Regions from separate parts of the Zea mays genome. Here region 2 is linked to region 1. Evidence: chromatin contacts called from public Hi-C data. All regions are on one chromosome and are shown on one strand. Each heading gives the region's core, a stretch centred on a gene start, on an enhancer-like site or on the middle of the called end of the contact. The rest is flanking DNA. Distances are from core to core; before and after follow the strand shown.

Evidence for each region. A called contact is a pair of places that touch in the nucleus more often than the background predicts.
Region 2: a contact with region 1 is called in a Hi-C map of ear, with 4 times the contacts expected there. The contact joins the promoter of LOC100502020 here to the promoter of LOC100193171 in region 1. A contact is called at or near these places in 4 of 25 Hi-C or Micro-C datasets (ear, endosperm, leaf and 1 more).

What each region holds. Positions count from the first base shown.
Region 1 is chr8:10,065,055-10,068,962 of Zm-B73-REFERENCE-NAM-5.0, forward strand. LOC100193171 (putative protein kinase superfamily protein) reads right to left here and starts at 2,299. Exons shown (of 5, transcript NM_001358677.1): 1 at 2,175-2,299. LOC542671 (Ser/Thr receptor-like kinase 1) reads left to right here. Exons shown (of 3, transcript NM_001112189.1): 3 at 1-492. The coding sequence ends at 286.
Region 2 is chr8:10,265,519-10,269,391 of Zm-B73-REFERENCE-NAM-5.0, forward strand. LOC100502020 (fructose-bisphosphate aldolase 3, chloroplastic) reads right to left here and starts at 1,901. Exons shown (of 6, transcript XM_008657353.4): 1 at 1,653-1,901; 2 at 1-220. The coding sequence starts at 1,796.

The sequences.
Region 1 (3,908 bases), core at 1,049-3,548:
GGTGTTAGAGATGGTGAGTGGAAGGAGGAATTCAGACCCAGGTATTGAGAACCAAAATGGGGTGTATCTACCAGAGTGGGTCTATGAGAGAGTAGTCACTGGGCAGGACCTCACACTTAGTAAGAAAATAGCTGATCAGGAGAAAGAAACAGTGAGGCAGCTGGCCATTGTTGCACTCTGGTGCATTCAGTGGAACCCCAAAAACAGGCCATCAATGACAAAAGTGGTTAACATGTTGACAGGAAGGTTACAGAATTTACCAATACCACCTAAGCCATATGCCTAGCCTGAAAGACATCCTATGCCATAAAACATGGAGGATATACACCATGTTTTAGGAAGCATGACAAGCAGTTATGCTTACTTTCATGTGTGAGCTTAGTAATGCTTAGCAATAGATTACACAGTATTTGGATCATTCCACTGTATCAGACACATGAACTGTGACTCTTTTAATTTTCGATGTGTGGTAACTTAATTAGAGACGTATCACATTGGATTTGATTTCCAGTGTTGTTCAATTATTGTGATTTTCCGGAAAATATACCTGTTCGGTTGGCTTTAATCCGTACCGGTTTCTACTGTTTCTTTTTTTCTCGAAAGCGCAGTAGAACTGTGCTCCATTATATATTAAGCAGAAAAAGGGGTGGCCAAAAAAGACCAATACAAACGGCCTCCTTACGGAGGCCAGTAGGAAGCATACATAAATGAATCCATCAGACCTTCTTAATTCTCAGCTAAGGGTGCTGCTAAATGGCAAAGCCCCTTGGCACCAGCAATCTCCCATTGTGCCCTTTCCTCATCTGTAGCTCTAAGACTCATGGTAACACTAGGGCTGCAGCCATCAAAGACGCATTTGTTTCTATGCTTCCACAAGGTCCAGGCTCCCAGAATGATAAGGGAATCAAGTCCTTTTTTTGTGAGTCCATTAGCAATATTCCCCACCGATTCCTACCAGCCTAGATATGAGCTAACATCTGGTTGAGGAGCCAAAGAATGCAGACCAGATTTCCTTAACAACAGATACCAGAATTCCCTGGAGAAAGAATAGGTAACAAGGAGATGATCGATAGTTTCATCCTCTTGATCACAAAGAGGGCACTTCTCAGGATGAATCAGCCCTCTTTTACCAAGCCTATCTGCTGTCAAGACTCTATTTTGTGCAACCAGCCAGATGAAGAAGCGACATTTTGGCAAGGCCCAAGTTTTCCAAATTTTCTTGTGATGAGGGAAAACCACAAACCCCAAAAAGAAACCTTCGTAAGCAGTCTTTGCTGAATAGATGCCAGTAGGAACAATACTGAAAACATGTTATCGTCAACCTCAGGCTGCAGCTGCCAAGCTGAAGTCATATTCCACAACTGGAGATAATCTGTTAAGACTTCCACTGTCAGCGGACCCTTAATATCATAGATCCATTTTCTATCTGTAATTGCCTCATAAACAGTCATGTTATTGACAATCCTCTTGGGTATAACATTATACAAACTTGGAGCAAGGTCTTTAATTCTCTTACCATTTAACCACTTATCCTTCCAAAACTTTGTATTTCTACTGTTTCTACAATGTTTTTGTCTCTATGAATTGCAGCTGCAGCAGTCCAAACAGTCGGCTTTAATCCAAAGCGAACAAATATGTTCCTTTGATTTATCTGTGCTCATCAATGTTGTGTACTACAACAAGTCCCTGCATAACTCAGAAAGGTGTTCTACTCTTTTATCTCATTTTTTTGTGTTTGTGTGTGTGTGGAACAAGGTGTTCTACTTTTCCTATTTGTGGTGCATAAGAGTTATTATAAATTCATCATGCTGGGTAATTGATAAACAACTAAACCTCAGCAATGTGTTCTATATGTCCTTCCGATGGGCCATAATTGGTCAAGATGCAAAGACACTATAACCTAAATTGTGCCAGGGACGAAGCCAGCCAAGTAAGTCGCCAGGTCATCCACTTTGCTAGCTAGAGTTTGCACTGCAGTAATACAGTGCGTACAGTGATTTTCAACTTCAAACCATCAGGGTCAGACCTAGCTCTGCACTTGAACTATGCATAGTTTCTTATTCCCCACACAGCCACACCCCAAGTAACAATGTCACCCCGCATATATCCCAGGTTTGTGAGCGCAACTGTCCTAAAATCTAGCAACGTGGTATGCAAAAGCAAGGTGTTATTACCTCTGTCAGTAACGAGTAGGAAGCGCATCCGGAAAGCGGTAGCGACCCTCACCGGAGCGGAGGACGGCGGCGAGAAGAGGAATACCCGTTCCAGCATTCGGAGGCGGTGCGCACATCGGCACATGAGGGAATTCGTGAGACTTCCTTCCTGGCATTGGGATTGGCGACTTCCTTCGTGGTGGCTACGAGGTACTAGTGAAATGAAATCCGTAGCCGTGTAGCCGTAGCGTAGTTTAGCGGGCGGCGCACACAAAAAAAAGTGCGACGAACAATGGCGTTGTGTCGGCTGTAACAGGTGGCCGTCAGAGCGAGGAGATGTGATTTAATGGCCCATGGGCCTGATTTAGCTCATGTAGAAAAGCATTCGGAGTTCGAATGGGGAATATTTTGTTAAACAAAAGGCAACCGAACGTATTTTGAAGGGCCTCTGTTTTTTATTAGTTAGTTGATCGTACATTAATTATATATACTAGTCGGTTACTCGTGTGTTGCGACAGCTCACAACAATACCTACATAAATTATCCACCAAAAAGATATCAAGATTTTTTATTGATTGTCTCCGCTCTTCGCATAATATTTTTTATAAACGCACGGGTACCAAAGGCAGCAAATTAGAGACCCCATCACTTGTCTTCCCACTCAAGGTTTCGTACAACAGGAGGGGAAGAGAAGAGGCGGACATACATGTTCGTTGCCGGAGAAGGACACGACGAAGACCTTAGAATCTGGAGGCGACATAGGTAGTATATCGCTAGATATATAGGGAGAGAGCACGCAAGCAGATAAAAAAAGCCCAACAGGAGCAGCTCCAAACCGAGAGGCACACGCACTAGACGTCAATCCGAGAAGGGCGAGAGAATGCGAGTATCTTCCTAGCCCTAGACCCACCGATGTGACACAACACCACCACCAACTTCGTAGCATATGACGACTGCTGCCACGCTACGGATCTTGGTTGTCCAATATCTCAAACCTGGACTCTTCATCGCCAAGATAACCAAAGCGTAGCAGGCGCCACCATGTCCTCCTCGACGGCACGCACAGAGAAAGGCCAGGAGCATGACCGACTCGTCTCGTACCCGCGTCGACGAGCATCAGTCGGCTCATGATTGCGACCGTGGGTGGGGCAGTAGGTTGGGGAGGAAGAACAGGGCGAAGGCCGGGAAGACGAACGGGACGTCCAACGATGACGAAAACGATGGTGCGCACATAATGTGAAACGTTCTCGTGGACGTGCAATAGCCACTGCGTGAGTCAGTGTCGGGGATGGTGTCGGGCGAATACGGGGAAGAGGTGCATGCTCCTACGCCCTCTGTCGAGAATGGGGTGGCGCGGAGGTGGAGGCATGAGGGGAGAGAGAAAAGAAGTAGAATGACGAACGAGGTGGTGGCAACTGAGCCGAGGACCATCATTATCGTGTGGAGGTATAGATGGCCAAAGGGTCGTGTCTGGCGAGCCGGCCCGAGGCACGACCCATTTAATAGTGACTGGGCCAACCCGACACGAGTGTAATACCTACATTGTAAGAAAATCAAAAGGGAGAAATTATATTCCTTTATATACATTGGTGCCATCTCTACTTATCAATTCATGTGGACACCTCACTTAAACACATAAAAGGCTAATAAAGGACACCACTAAAACATGCATCATGCTGGTTTTTCACTCTTGTGTGCACTTTATGACAACATAAAAATAATGTGAAAAGAGATACACTAAAGGCCAAAGTGGAA
Region 2 (3,873 bases), core at 651-3,150, 200 kb after region 1:
CAAACTTCCTGCCATCTGTAGTTGATTGATAAAGAGTCTCCTCAAAAAGAATAGCACCAGAAATGTATTCACCAAGACCAGCAGTTGTCAGCAAAAGCTGCCTGTAAGCCTGGCGGTTAGGTTCTGTGTTGTCCAAACCAATTGACGATAGCCTCTTTCCACATGTTGCATTTGACTCATCAATTGCCAGAATACCACGTCCAGGGGAAGCAACCGATTTCTGCAGATAAAGTTACAACGATTAGATTAGTATTCACACATAAACAACAGAAAAATGAATCACGGTTAAGAAGAAATCAGCAATAGTGGAAAAGGAGAATGACTTAGAACTTAGAGGAACAGATTGTGATACTAAAGTTCAACCAATCAAACAGTAATGAGTGTCAATTCCAATAGATGAAACACATAACTTAAAATATGGTCGACAGGCTTGCACGAACTTACTATCAATCAACAGGCACAAACAAAGAAGCATTGCAGTTGGTATCACATAAGCTCTAATGTATCCACATTATATATAGCAAGTGCCAATTTCACACTTTAGCACTACTTTTAAGTTTTGTACATTGTAGGTCTTTGCATTGAAACTCAGAAATCAGATGCGCGAAATCATCATTAATCAGAAATCAGATGCAGAGAATCACCAGCATTTCGACAAATACATAAATTATTACAATTAAGATGCCACAAAAGGTCAAAAGCTCCTATTGCCTTTCAACCAATTTGGTGACATTAGCAGTTCGATCGTCTTCAGATCAACACTCCCCTGAACTGAAGTCCATGCTAATAGAAAAGTTGTGCAGAGACTGAAGCAAGAATGAAGCAGTCAAAATGAATATACTTCATTTTTAAGTGCCACCAGAGGCAGATAGATAATCAAGATATTTTTTTAATAATATCAAAATATGAACACACATCAATAAGCACACAATTCAAATGATTACGATTAGGAGTCTGGTAGAGGCCAGAAACAGTAAAGCCAGTGAGAACTTTGTCAATTCTATCCAAATATTCAGTATATCAGATTTTGTATGGGATCTTTGAGCAGATAAAAGCACAAGAAACACGGTTTTATGCACCCACAGCTGGACGTCCCTAAATAACACAGGATATGTGCACATCGCCTAATCTCTTAGGCACTTCTATGGCATCTGGCATCCCAATTTTGTTTGCATGGAGAAGAATACGATGAACAATGCAGCTTGCATTCAAGTAAAGCACTTCTCCATCGCAACAAATAGGTACCCAGACAATGTTTCTTCAACCTACAATTGAATGGGAGATTTTTGATATTTGACACCCAATTTGCATGACTTTCAGGGATTTGACACCCCTGTCACAATGACATGCGGCATCACGGTGAGTAGTTGACACGTGGACCAGGGTATCAAATCTTAAAATTTGTCCATCTGAATCGAGTAAACCAAAAGAAAACCGGGGTTTTCCTCATCATCCTAGTCCTGCCGAACAGTCCCCATCACCGCGTTCACACATCAACAGATACAAACAAAGAACCGTCCCTAACGTCACAGATCGCCGCGTAAGGCACGTGCAACACTCCAAGAGCCAGATCCTCCGGTGGGCAGTCAACCCACTCAGACCGAAGGGAAGGGACAGACGTAGGGTTTGCTGGCGGTGGCGCCGGGGCTCACCGCGGTGGAGACGAGCTCGTCGGAGTAGGAGCCTGCCGCGGCGCGGATCACCGTCGCGCGGCGGGCGGGCGCGGACCGGCGCGCGCGGCCGCCAGCCAGCAAGCTGGTCGCCGGGGAGCTCAGCTTCGCCGTCGCCATAGCCATCGGTTGGTCCCGAGTTGGTCTGGTTCGTCAGGTGCGTACGCGATCGGTCGGTCGGCGCTTTGGTTTCACGAGGAGAGGAACTGGGTTGGTGGCAGGCAGACGAGGTTTCCGTGAGGGAGAGACACGAGAGAAACTAGTAGGACGGTACTTTTACGCCTAGGTCCTTTCTCTTTCACTGATTTAATTTTCCATTTCTTGAAACACCTGCTTGACCTTTTCTTTATTCGTTTGTAAGTGCAAAATGGCCATTCGCTATTTTTGTGGATGCCAAAGTGATTATTATTCTAGCCATGTTTCGGACCAGAAAGATATCCTCAGATTATGTAGCAGATTTGTGAGTCTTCAAAATATACATTGTTTGGCTTTTTCGTTGATTTCACTTTGGTCAATTTGCTGCCCCGAGTCGATGTATTTTTCCGCTGGGGATTGAGGGTGTCTGTAAATACGGAATACATCGAGGACCAATAGCAATGTTTGGTTACTCTCCTTGGCCGTCTCCGCCGCCGGGCGGATCCACCGAGGCCACCCGCCACCCCCACCCTAGTTTGTGTACTTTTGTTTTGGTTCTTTCTGCGATCATATCAATGGACGACGACACAGGCGCCGAGGCGCGACGCTTTGAGCCTTCGGCCCTTGGACGACACAAGCGGCAAGCCCGTACTAGGACCTCGAAGCCTTCATCAGGTATGAGGCCCAGTCCATTTTAGATTTAGTTTTTTTTTACATCCATGCACTTAAACTTGACCAGGTGTTTAGTTTTGCCCGTAGTCTGAAAAATTCCCCATTTCTACCCTCCCGAGGGTACAAAAAGCATCAGAATACTGTTTGACCATCATGTCTATTCTATGACTGTGTTGCCAACTGTCGTTACCGTGAATTGCAGCGGGCCTCGCGACCCCTCTCCATCCAAAATTCCCCGAATCTATCTAATCCGTAACCCCATGTTAGCCCCAATGCATTTAAATACCCCTAACTGAACTGTGGACTTGTGATCTGCACATGTCACGCTCGGGTGCTATCTGCGACCGCAAGCAGCACTGAAGGAAACAGGTGACGTCTAAGAGGGGTAAATTAGGACTTCTAGAACTTTCACTAAATTAAGCCACAAATAAATTCCTAGAGCAAAACCTATGCAATTAATAATGTGCAAACTAGGTTTTGTCTAAGTGTTGTTATCTCTACTGCAATGTCTAAGTTTCAATCCTAAACAATCTAAGTATAAAAACAAACTGTGACTTACCATTCGCTTAGCCCTATGCCCTTGCATATACACCTATGCCCTTGCATCAGAACCCCTATGCCCTTGCATATACACCTCCACATCCGTGGGCGTACGGCCGGATTTGACTTCCTGTACATAAAAGTTATAATGACACATTTCTATGTGATTCAAAGTTACGACAAACTGTGACTTACCATTCGCTTAGCCAAGCGCACATGACCATCACCGCCGTAGTTGTGGAACGACTCAGTCCCACGGTTTCCCCTGTTCCTTTCGGAAATGGCACGAAACTCCGGGGAAGCCCACCATCTGCACAATGCCCGATAACCGTCTGATCGGGTGGCCATCCACGGCACCGACACCTACATAAAATTTTTTAAATAAAGCAAGCAAATACATGGCTTTGTGCGATATGAGAGGCAACAACCTGTTTACCTCTAGGTATTGCTCCTCCGTCAAGTAAATTGATGACCACTCGGCCTTTGTATTTGGCATCGGTCGATCATCAGCATTTGCTCTGTACCATGCCTTTATAGCCTGAATTCGTGCATAGTACATTGCATCTGCAACGACATCGTTCGCGTTAAACTCAAACACGTAACGAGCGTTCATATCATATGATCCATCGTCCGGCAACTTGTACCGTTTCTGCAAAAACCATAGTGTTATCATAAAAGCAAACATATATGGAATAACTAAAATAGTATAAACAAGTCATACCCAGAATGCATCCCAAACTAGTGCCTGTGTGTTGCCAAACGTTCTACAGACACCATAGCGATAATGCTCCCAAGTGGTGGCGGGGACAGACTCGCCAGTAGGCAAAGTCACAAGACCAGGCCAGTGCAGACGAAC